3 separate regions of the Rattus norvegicus genome follow, and regions 1 and 2 are each linked to region 3. Evidence: chromatin contacts called from public Hi-C data. All regions are on one chromosome and are shown on one strand. Each heading gives the region's core, a stretch centred on a gene start, on an enhancer-like site or on the middle of the called end of the contact. The rest is flanking DNA. Distances are from core to core; before and after follow the strand shown. Region 1 holds the start of Isy1 (ISY1 splicing factor homolog). Region 2 holds the start of Hmces (5-hydroxymethylcytosine binding, ES cell specific). Region 3 holds the start of Rpn1 (ribophorin I).

Region 1 (3,589 bases), core at 8-2,507, 250 kb after region 3:
GCTGGTCATGGCAGACGTACAACCAAAATGTCTGCCGAATGCATAGCCAAAACAAATGTTTTGGTTCCTCTCACCTACACCTGTCTGCACCTTAATAAATGCTGTATCCCTGAGCTTTGATGCACAGTGTGCTGTGGAACAAGAACCTGCCCATTAATTGCCAGCTAACAAAGGACTTATGTGCATGGTGGTAACATCCTTACATGAACTATTACATGGGTATTCTTAGTGTTCACTAAGTGGGGGAGCCCACCATCATTTCCAGAACCCTTATCTCTGTCTAGTGACTCATGTAGTCTCTAACTCCACATCTTCCCTGGACTTTACCTCAGTATTTCATTTTCTTACCATTACTTTGTTTTGGTTATTTTTCGAGTCCTTTCTCTGTGTAGCCCTGGCTATCCCAGAACTCACTTTGTAGACTAGTCTCAAACTCTATATTTCTGCCTGTGCCTTCTGAGTCTTGGGATCAAAGATGCCCAGATCCTCTCTTTAGTTTTTGAGGCATGGTTTCACTATGCACACCTGGCTGGCCTGGAACTCCTTATGTAGACCAGGGTTTCCTCCAGAAACCGGGCTGTTTTGCCATCAAAATGCTGGGCGGCCAACAAGCCTAGTTTTAACTTTGTATTTTAAAAGAGGGTGGTATCAGGCTTCTGGGATGTGTGGAGAGAGGCTTAATTCTTTGGCTTAGACGTTTTTCTCACGATCACATCCTGTCAGTTTGTTGCAGTCACCTTTAATAAAGAATTATACATGTTTCTCAAAAGAAGGCTGACCATACTGTTCAGCTCCAAGTAAATGACAGGCAGCGGTGAAGAAGCCTCCCAGGAAGGCAGGTTTGCTCCACTGGCTCCTCAACCAGTGCCTGCGCCTGGAGGTATGCCAACGACCCGGGTCCAGGGAGGTGACAGTAATCCACTCGGCCTGTGAACACTGCATTCAGAGAGGTGGAGTCATTTTCAAAAAGATCATCTGCTGTCATAGAAGACTCCGGAAGGACAGAGGCAGACGAATCTTTGATTGCTGTTACACCAGAACGAACCCAAACCACGAATGACACTCACATTCCTGCCGCGCAAGCGCCGACCTACGCGCGAGATGACGCATTGTGCATGCGCCGGCGGGAAGCTGTCCAACGAGGCACAACTGCGTTTCTCTCCCCTCCCCCGTTCTCTTTCGCTTCCGGTCCCTAACTTCCGGTCCTTTCCATTTATTCTCCCGACAAAAAAAGGCCATCCTGTCCTCTCTTTTCCGTTCCCGCGCCTGCCTGCCTCGTTCCGGGCGCCTAAGCACGTTGTGTAGCGGCGCGGCGCCGGGGCGCCCTCGCCGGCACCATGGTGAGTGCAGTGGGGAAGGGATCGGGCCCATGGGTGATGGGAGTTCCGGGCCTGTATGTGGCCTCGGGCTCCCTGGCCTATTCCGAGATTCTTTTCCCGCCTGGCGTAGCTGTTAGAAATTGCAGGAGAAAACTGAGGTTGGGAGCTCTATTGCGTCTCGGTGGTTCAGTCCGGGTGAAGCACATTATGGGTAGAGACTGAACGGACGGAGGACCCGCTCTGGTGTTCTCTCTCTCCAGGGATAGGAACTTCTAAAAGGCAGGGTCTTCACACTTTTGCTTGCCTGATGCGGGCGACAGAGTCTGGCATTCTCTAAACAGGTGTGACATCACCGTGAATGAATGACTAGGATGGGCTGAAATGTTGAGAGGTTGTGATCCTTGGTTTCATTCGCTCAAGAAGAGTTTAGTATGGAAATATGAGATCAGACACAGTGTTAGTACAAAGAGGCGTGGTTACTGTAGTATTTTCAAAGTGAAGTCCCCATGGATCTCTGGCCCAGTGGTTAAGAACCACTTCACGGGGCTGGGGATTTAGCTCAGTGGTAGAGTGCTTACCTAGGAAGCGCAAGGCCCTGGGTTCGGTCCCCAGCTCCGGAAAAAAGAACAAAAAAAAAAAAAAAAAAAAAAAAAAAAAAACCACTTCACTTTAGTTCCCAGCCCCCACATGGTTGGTGCTTACAATCATGCAAAATTCTAGTTTTAGAGGATCCAACACACACTTGTGAAGTGGCACTAGACACTCATCTGCATACAGGCAAAGCACTCATACACATACAAAAATATTTTAAAAATTTAAAGGTAAAAGTCCCCTTAAAGGCATACAGAGTGGCTTTCATACTTCTGAGGTTTGTTGATGTCTTTGAGATCTCCATAGTCTTATCCACAAAAACAGCCCATTTCGGTAGATATTTATCTGTATGTATGCACATACCAAAGTATCTTTAAGGAACAGGTGTAAGTATATGCATAACCATGTAAATAAATACATATGTAAAATATGGACACTTATTCAAGTATATAGGCCTCGACAGTCTTTGCTTTACAATACTAAGTAGACAAAAACCCCATCAATACACTTTGCGTGTGTATGTGTGTGTGTGTGTGTGTGTGTGTGTGTGTGTGTGTGTGTGGTATTTACACATAGGTACAAACAGATACATACTCCTGTTAAATAAAATAGATACATAAAATTTTAAGGAAGCCATGGAATGACCATAGAGGATGCTTTGGAAGCTATAGATCATTGAGAACAGAAACCAAAAAAGAGAGAACACAGTGGTCTTGAAGCAGCTACTGCTGAAGGAGGGCGTGTCCTATATTGCTGTCATGTTCAGATATCTACCCTTCACTGGCCAGGTTCTCTTTAGAGTTGATTGGAAGGGACAATCTGAAGTTAAATTAAGCTCATCTTGCTGCTACTGTAAACTGTGTGTCTGGTTCTGCTTGTCTTCATGCATTTATCTGAATACGACATCACAACATTGTAAGACAAAAGCTGTGATATCTGGTGTGAAGGGAAACTTAGGTTTTAGTAAGACTGTGTCTCAGCGATGGTGAGAGGAAGAGCTGGGAGTGAAATCTAAGTTCCAAATTTAGCAAGTGCTCTTTCTGTGCAATTCACAATCCAACTGAAAAGATAAAAATGTGTTCTTTTCCTGACCCTGTGGTTTAGGGACCATTGACTTAACACTGGTGTGACAGCACTCAAATGAACATCACTTTGCAAAAGCCAATCTTCATGCTCTCCTGAGAGCCACTAGCAGGAAACAGACAACTATGCTGTTTTCTGGTTAGCGTGGTCTATAGTGAGTCATTTGTCATCCTAACAGGAGTGAGAGAGGGTCAGAGAAGTAAATGGATATGATCACGGTACAGTCTACATGTGTATGATTTTAAAAAAAAAAAAAAAAAGAAAACAGCCTGCTGATGGTGTGCTCCTTTAATTCCAGCGTAGGATGCCAGAGGCAGCTGATCTTTGAGTTCAAAGACAGCCTAATCTGTAGAGCAAGTTTCAGGACAGCCCTGGCTACACAGAGTGCCCTGTCTGAGAAAACCAAAAACGAACCAACCAAACTGTAGGCTTAGATTGTTTTTTTTTTTTTTTTCCCTTTTTCTTTTTTTCAGAGCTGGGGACTGAACCCAGGGCCTTGCGATTGCTAGGCAAGCGCTCTACCACTGAGCTAAATCCCCAACCCAGATTGTTTTTTTAAAACCTATTTTTAATAAGGGTTCTTAAATGTTTTAATG
Region 2 (3,452 bases), core at 294-2,793, 150 kb after region 3:
TGTGCAGTCAAACACTACATGGGCAAACCCAAATGACCCAAATGACCCAAAGGAGGGCTATGCTTGCTAGGGACTCCACCTTCCCATTCCCGCTCCCCAAGATCCATCCACTGAAATAGGGACCATGGTCTGTTCAATGGTTAAGGATACTTTTTGCGCTTGCAGAGGACCTGGGTTCAATTCCAAGCACTCACATTGTACCTTTGGTAACTTCAGTTCTAGAGGATCTGAAGCTCTGACTTCCAAGGGTACCAGGCAAATACCTGGTACACATACATACATCCATACATGCAGGTAAAACGTTAGTATACATAAAAATTGTTTAAATTTTTTACAAAAAAAAATAAAAAATATTTTGTGTGCTAGGACTGAACCCAAGACTGGGAGCATATGAAATATGTTCTATATCTCTGAGTATTATCACCAGCTCCAATCACACTAATTTTTCTTTACATTTATTCTGTGTTTGTGTCCACTATCTTGCGTGCATGACACAGAGTGGGTGTGGAATCTGAGGACAACTTGCAGGAGCTGGTTCTCTCCTACTTTGCAGGAAGTGTTCTTTCCCAGAGAGCCATGCTGCAAGCTCCACAATCAGTTTTTGTTCTGTTTTGTTTTTTGAGACACAGTTTTACTATACAGCCTTGACTGGCCTCCAACTCAGAGATCTGCCTTCCCCTGGCTAGGATTAAAGGTGTGTGCCACCCCACTTGGGTTTTTGTGAGATATATATATATATTATACACACACACACACACACACACACACACACACATATATATGAATGACACTGACATGTCAGTAATATTTGAAAGGTATCTTTAAAAAAAAAAAAAGATTCGGGGTTGGGGATTTAGCTCAGCAGTAGAGCGCTTGCCTAGCGAGCGCAAGGCCCTAGGTTCGGTCCCCAGCTCTGAAAAAAAGAAAAAAGAAAAAAAAAAAAAGATTCAAGCTTGTCAAGAGCATACACACCTGTGACACAGAGGTGTGTATGGAGACAGAGGCAGGTTTGCTGCAAATTTGAGTTCAGCTTGGCCTATATGGTGAGTTCCAGGACAGCTAGAGTTACATTCATAGTTAAGAGTCTATCTCAAAATATTTTTAAATGTATTCAAATATGAGATTCACATAGCTTGGGCATGCGTTGAAACAGTTTAATTGACCCTGAAGAATATGGACTCATTCCTTGCTGAGGCCCAGGGTGACTAGGGCCTTAATGTATCTGTAAGGGCTGCTTTCAAGGTCATTTCGGAGGCTGGGCAGACATCACAGGAATCAGGAGTCGATGCCATTAGGATGCTGGGCCAGAAGCTCATAGGATGCCGCCACACTCCTTACCTTTTCAAAGTGCAGTCTGGAGAGAAGCACTGGGCTGCTAGACTGCGGGCTCTTGTTGTAGGAGGGGCAGTACTTATCAGGGTCCCTCCACTGCGGGAGCTGACGCCTGCCCTGCCGATCCAGATAGGCACAGGCTCTAGTGAGAGCATCTCTAGGCAAGTGACAGGACGTTCGCCCGCACATACTTCAGCAATGCCTCTCAGACCTACAAAAAGTCACAAAACCGTAAGGTTTTACCGCCTAGGTCACAGCATCCTCCCTGAGAAGCCACATCTTCCACGGAGGCTCCATTAGGTCCTGGCCACTGCGGGGCCCACAGTCCAGAAGCAGGCCTTCATCAGGCGTTAGGCGAGAAGGCCGGTCCTCCGAGGTTGGCTTCGGTGGACTCAGCAGAGAAAGGTGAGAGCTCTCTGCGTTCACACCAACAACACTCGAGGATCGCGGAGACCGTACTACTGCCCTGCGTGGACGTGCTCTGCTCCGGGGCGGGGCCTGGTCGGCGCGGAGTCTCCCTCTAAGAACGTGGGCGGTCCTCTGCCCGCCGCGTCCCTCTCCTCAGCCCGCCTGTCCGCATCCCCCTCGGCGGGGCCCTCTCTTCAGCCCGCCCGTCTGCGTCCCCCTCCCCTGGGTCCTCTCTTCCGCCCGCTCCCTTCCCCCTCAGGGGAGCCGGATCCTCCGACGGCCCGGGTCCCCTTAGCGCAGCCCCCTTCTCCGCCCGTCCGCCCGCCCGCGTCCTCTGGGCGAGGCCCTCCCCACGCCCCTCGGCGAGCCGGTCCCCCAGGCGTCCGCGTCTCCTCACCACCAGATAGTCCAGTCCACTCTCCGCGCTCAAGCGTCGACCTAAAGAGCACTAGCCCCGCCCTTCGGTAATCCCGCCCCGCCCCCGACGTGACGTGACGCCATGGGGTTTCCTCCCCACAGGTGGGGGTGTGGCTAGGTGAGGAGCAAGCTGGAAACCAAGTTCCGTTGATTCACCACCTTAAAGCAAGACAAAATACACTCACCTGAGACAAGCACTCCAGGCCTCCTCCTCAGGCCAGTCTCTGAAACCAGGAAATGTGTAAGGCCACCAGAATTGAGACTTTCTAGCTATCCACCAAGAACCCTCTAAGGGTCAGGAAGCCCCACCTTGTTTCCTCTTTAACATCTGTGTGTGGGGTGTACATACACCCTTAAAGAAAACAAGAGCTGGCAGTAATCTTCACAAAAGGAGGTTGACACTCAGTTTTTTTAGTGAAGTTTATTTGAATGGAATGGCTTCCAGGCTATGACCAGGCCTGGGAGTAGAGTGGGGGGTATTAGGCAGAAAGAATACAATCATGAAGGTCTAAGCAGGATGTGGCCTTGAAGGACAGACAGGCTTTTTCCTGTAAAGAGGAACGAGGGAGAGAGGCCAGGCAAGAGCAGCTGTTCCAAACCCCAGGAGAGGGATGGAAGGTGGGGGGCAGAGAAATGTCTTTAGGGAGCAGCCTTCAGGTCACCTACCTGAGAAAACTCCCCAAATGAAAAATCTGACTCTTTATATCCTGTTAGGAAATTTAATATCACGTGACTTAGTTCAACACAGCAGGCATGACCAAGCACATGGAGGAGCCAGGACCATAAATCATGAAATGGGCCTTAGCAAAGACAGCTTAACTATGCTCAAGCGTAGCCTCATCTCTTCAGGTTATGGGAATCGGCCTCCGGGGTCAGTCCCCTGTTCTAACGCGTACCTGTGTATGTGCATGGGCATACAGTATACAGGTGTGCACGAGGTCAGGGGGCAACTACTGAAAACCGGTTCTCTCCTACCGAGTGGGTAGTCCATCTTGGTAGGTACCTTTACCTGCTGACCCATCTCAGAAGCCCCATCAGGGGTCCAGTCCTTGAGGTGTTTCCAACAGTTTAAAACCACCTGATTTGAGTTTAAAGCCCAAGCACTGAGACATACCATAGGATTCCCAAAGGGAATGCAGATACTGTTCTTCCCACTCACAGACCCAGAGCAGAAAGCCATGACACCCTCTAATCCAGAGCTGATCAGGTAACACCCAGGTGAAGGACCTTAGCCCTTTGGAGACCCATCCATCTATAAATGCCCGAGGATGAATGGCTTATCAGACCTGCCAGCT
Region 3 (3,118 bases), core at 199-2,698:
CTGAAACGGGAGTTACAGATGGCTGTGGAATTGAACTTGGATGCTCTGAGCCATGTGAAGAGACCCAATCTGTATGTATTTTACACCAGGACAGCAGGGTGACAAGCATCTGCTGTGATCTGATTATACTGTGACCTCATTAAGTCATGACTGGTTTTCACAAAACAGAACTGAACATCCAAAACACTCACGGGTAGAACTGCAAATTAAATGTCTTTCCAGAAGTATTTGAGGAAAGCCATGCTTCAGCATGAACAAGGTTTCAATGTAAAGGGGACAGGAGACAGGTCGGTGACTATTTGAAGTCCAGCTTTATAGCTCCGCAGTTAAAAGAACCTGTACTTTGAAATGTGATACTGTAATGACCAGTCTCCTAATAAATTGGGTAATCACTTAATGAATATAGTTAATGAGAACAGTAATAAAAAGTAACCTGTGTGGATATTCCCTCTATTCCCAAAGCCAACGATTTCTTTCCCTAAAAGGTGTAAATGCACACAAGGGTAAATGCTGAGGTGTTCCGATGAGAGGCGGTGGAAAGGAAGAGACCTGGGCTGCACCCCTATGCACAGCATAGGGGGCTGACTCTTCAAACTAACTCAAGAAGTCTGAACATTAAGAAAGCGTTAAGCAGCAGCTTTCAGAGGAGTGTCACATTAACCGGGTGTGAGAAATGACAAACTTTGATACCAGAAACCAGCTTGAACGCTGTTGCTATCTAGAGAGAACAGACTACTCCAGTCAACTGCATTCAAGAATTGATCTGTCTTAACTCTCTGATAGTCCTCAGACGATCATGTCCAGGGGACAGAAAAGAAGCTAGGTACCCGAAGTACCGCCATAGCCAAGACCCTCCTGAGGTGTGGAAGAAGGTCTTCAGGAGACCAAGGGGTCGCCTGGAGCTCCGGAGCTGCCACGTGGGCGGCGCCCGACGCTCGGAAGCTTCTGCTGACGTGTCCGATAGGACACGCGGACAGGAGGAACGGCGGACCTCTCCGCTGTCCCCTCCACACCTACCTTTCAGACAACCAGACGCCTAGTGGATCCCTAACGCCATAACTTCCCCGCCCCGTCCCGACCTCCCCAGGGATCTCCGGTCTCCTCAGGCATCCTGCGTGAGGTTCGCCGGCTCCTCCCTCCGCTCACCTGCACGCCTAGGTGTGCAAGTCGCGACTCCAGTTCGGGCTCCAGGGCCAGAACGAAAGAGCTGGCTCGTGCTGTAGAGCCGCCGCCCGGGTGCGCCAGGACCACCTCAGCCGTCACCTTGGCTAGGTGGCTGCTCAGGTCCACCGTGCGCTTCACGTCCTCGTTGACCAGCGGCGGAGCCTCCGAAGAGGCGCTGCCGGGCGTCGGGGCCAAGGCCCCGAGCCATAGCAGCAGCAGCAAGACGATCGGCGCCTCCATGACCGCGAGCTGAGCGCCACCGACACGCGCCCCGCCCCCCCCCCGCCACGGCGCAACCGTTGATTGGCCAACAGCACCACAAGATGGCTGGGCCGGGTCAGGAAGGACCCCGTCTCCAAGGCAACCGGGCGCCCATGGGGCGCCTGATTGAAAAATCTTAAAGCGCAGGCACACGTCTTTGAGCGCTTATTAGCTAGACTCACCAGTGATTTCTGTGGTAGTCGTCCTTCCTTATCTCCTGTTTCCTTCATGCTTATGCAAAAAAAAAAAAAAAAAAAAAATGGCCTCTCCGCTCAGAAACAGCTTAGTCTAAGGAAATAAGTTTGCCTTCTCTACATTGATATGAATACTAAGTGGGCAAAAGTTTAAAGAAAAACGGGAAATTTCCAAAGATTCAAGTCTCTCCCCTAATATTTAGTTCAATTTTTAATATGAGCGATGGCAGAAACCTTAAGCAACTAACCAAGGCTGATGATATTAACATCAAGTATCTGTTGGCACTTAGCACAATTGTAGAAGTCCAAGGTGAAGTTACTGGCAGGACTAAGCTGTCAGGTGAGGGCTGCTCTTTACTACCAAGATGGAACTTTGGCATTGCATTGTCTAAAGAAGGAATCGCATATCGTCATATGACAGAAAGGCAGGAAAGGGTCTCTCTGCGGCAAGACCTTTTACAAAGGCTTCTTGCAGATGGATTCCTCTAGTGCTGTCTCTCCCAAAGTCACACTGAAGAATTAATGACCTAAAACAAATGAACTTCAAGCTAGTGGAAAAACTCTAGTCGGTATACTGATAACACCTGATAAGAAAAATAATGTAGCAAAGAGAACATCTACTGGCATTATTGGGCCTTGAAACCATTTAAAAACAACAACAACAATGATGATAATAATGATAAAGAAAAATCTACTGATAAAACTTTGCTCCCCTAAAGTCCCGTTTCAACCCTATAAAATCTCGAAGCCCCCTGCACGATTGTGGTGTACAGTCTCCACTCACAAAAGGAGACTGCTGCTCCTTCATTCGCTCTGACTAAGGGCAATAAGGCCTTGGTAGAGATCTGTCACCTCTTTCATTTCCGTGTTGCCTCTTATCAATTCTGATCTAATGAACATGTCCCAATATTGTTGCTTGAAGGATGTAATTTAAAGGTAAATTTTGGGGGTTGGGGATTTAGCTCAGTGGTAGAGCGCTTGCCTAGCAAGCGCAAGGCCCTGGGTTCGGTCCCCAGCTCCGAAAAAAAAAAAAAGAAAAAAAAATTTTGGAAGGAGATGGAAATATTCAAACACTGACACTGGCTAATGAGAGAGCGGAGGGAAGGACATGCTCCTCCCTACAGAGAAGAAGTCAGGAAATTAGCACCTGCAGGCCAACAATCTGTCTCTCTCTATAAAGTTTTATTGGAACATAGCTACATTCATTTGCCTGTAGCTTATGATTGCATTCACACCATAGCAGGAACAGAATGTAGTGGTGAAACAGACCGTATAACCCACAAAACAAAACTACTTATTGTTTGCACACTAGTACATACATTATGTATGGAGAGATGGCTCAGTGGTTAGGAGAATGTGCTGCTCTGCCAAAGGACCTGCCTGTCACTCAAGGACCAGGATCTGATGCCCTCTTCTGACCTCCACAAGCATTGATACACAGATGTACTGTTCCTCTGCCTCAATTTTTGTCTGTCTTTGTCTCTCTGTGTCTCTGTTTC

What was found. A called contact is a pair of places that touch in the nucleus more often than the background predicts.
Region 1: a Hi-C map of kidney shows a contact between it and region 3, with 4 times the contacts expected there. The contact joins the promoter of Isy1 here to the promoter of Rpn1 in region 3. A contact is called at or near these places in 6 of 12 Hi-C or Micro-C datasets (the A7r5 cell line, Schwann cells, frontal cortex and 2 more) and 1 of 1 datasets of contacts at active chromatin or transcription factors (oligodendrocytes).
Region 2: a contact with region 3 is called in a Hi-C map of liver, with 2.9 times the contacts expected there. The contact joins the promoter of Hmces here to the promoter of Rpn1 in region 3. A contact is called at or near these places in 8 of 12 Hi-C or Micro-C datasets (the A7r5 cell line, frontal cortex, hepatocytes and 4 more) and 1 of 1 datasets of contacts at active chromatin or transcription factors (oligodendrocytes).

Annotation. Positions count from the first base shown.
Region 1 is chr4:121,852,229-121,855,817 of GRCr8, reverse strand. Isy1 (ISY1 splicing factor homolog) reads left to right here and starts at 1,257. Exons shown (of 11, transcript NM_001014188.1): 1 at 1,257-1,340. The coding sequence starts at 1,338.
Region 2 is chr4:121,948,931-121,952,382 of GRCr8, reverse strand. It overlaps Hmces (5-hydroxymethylcytosine binding, ES cell specific), which reads right to left and starts at 1,543. Exons shown (of 6, transcript NM_001025047.2): 1 at 1,339-1,543. The coding sequence starts at 1,521. Copg1 (COPI coat complex subunit gamma 1) reads right to left here. Exons shown (of 24, transcript NM_001031822.4): 24 at 2,564-3,452.
Region 3 is chr4:122,099,306-122,102,423 of GRCr8, reverse strand. Rpn1 (ribophorin I) reads right to left here and starts at 1,448. Exons shown (of 10, transcript NM_013067.2): 1 at 1,147-1,448. The coding sequence starts at 1,404.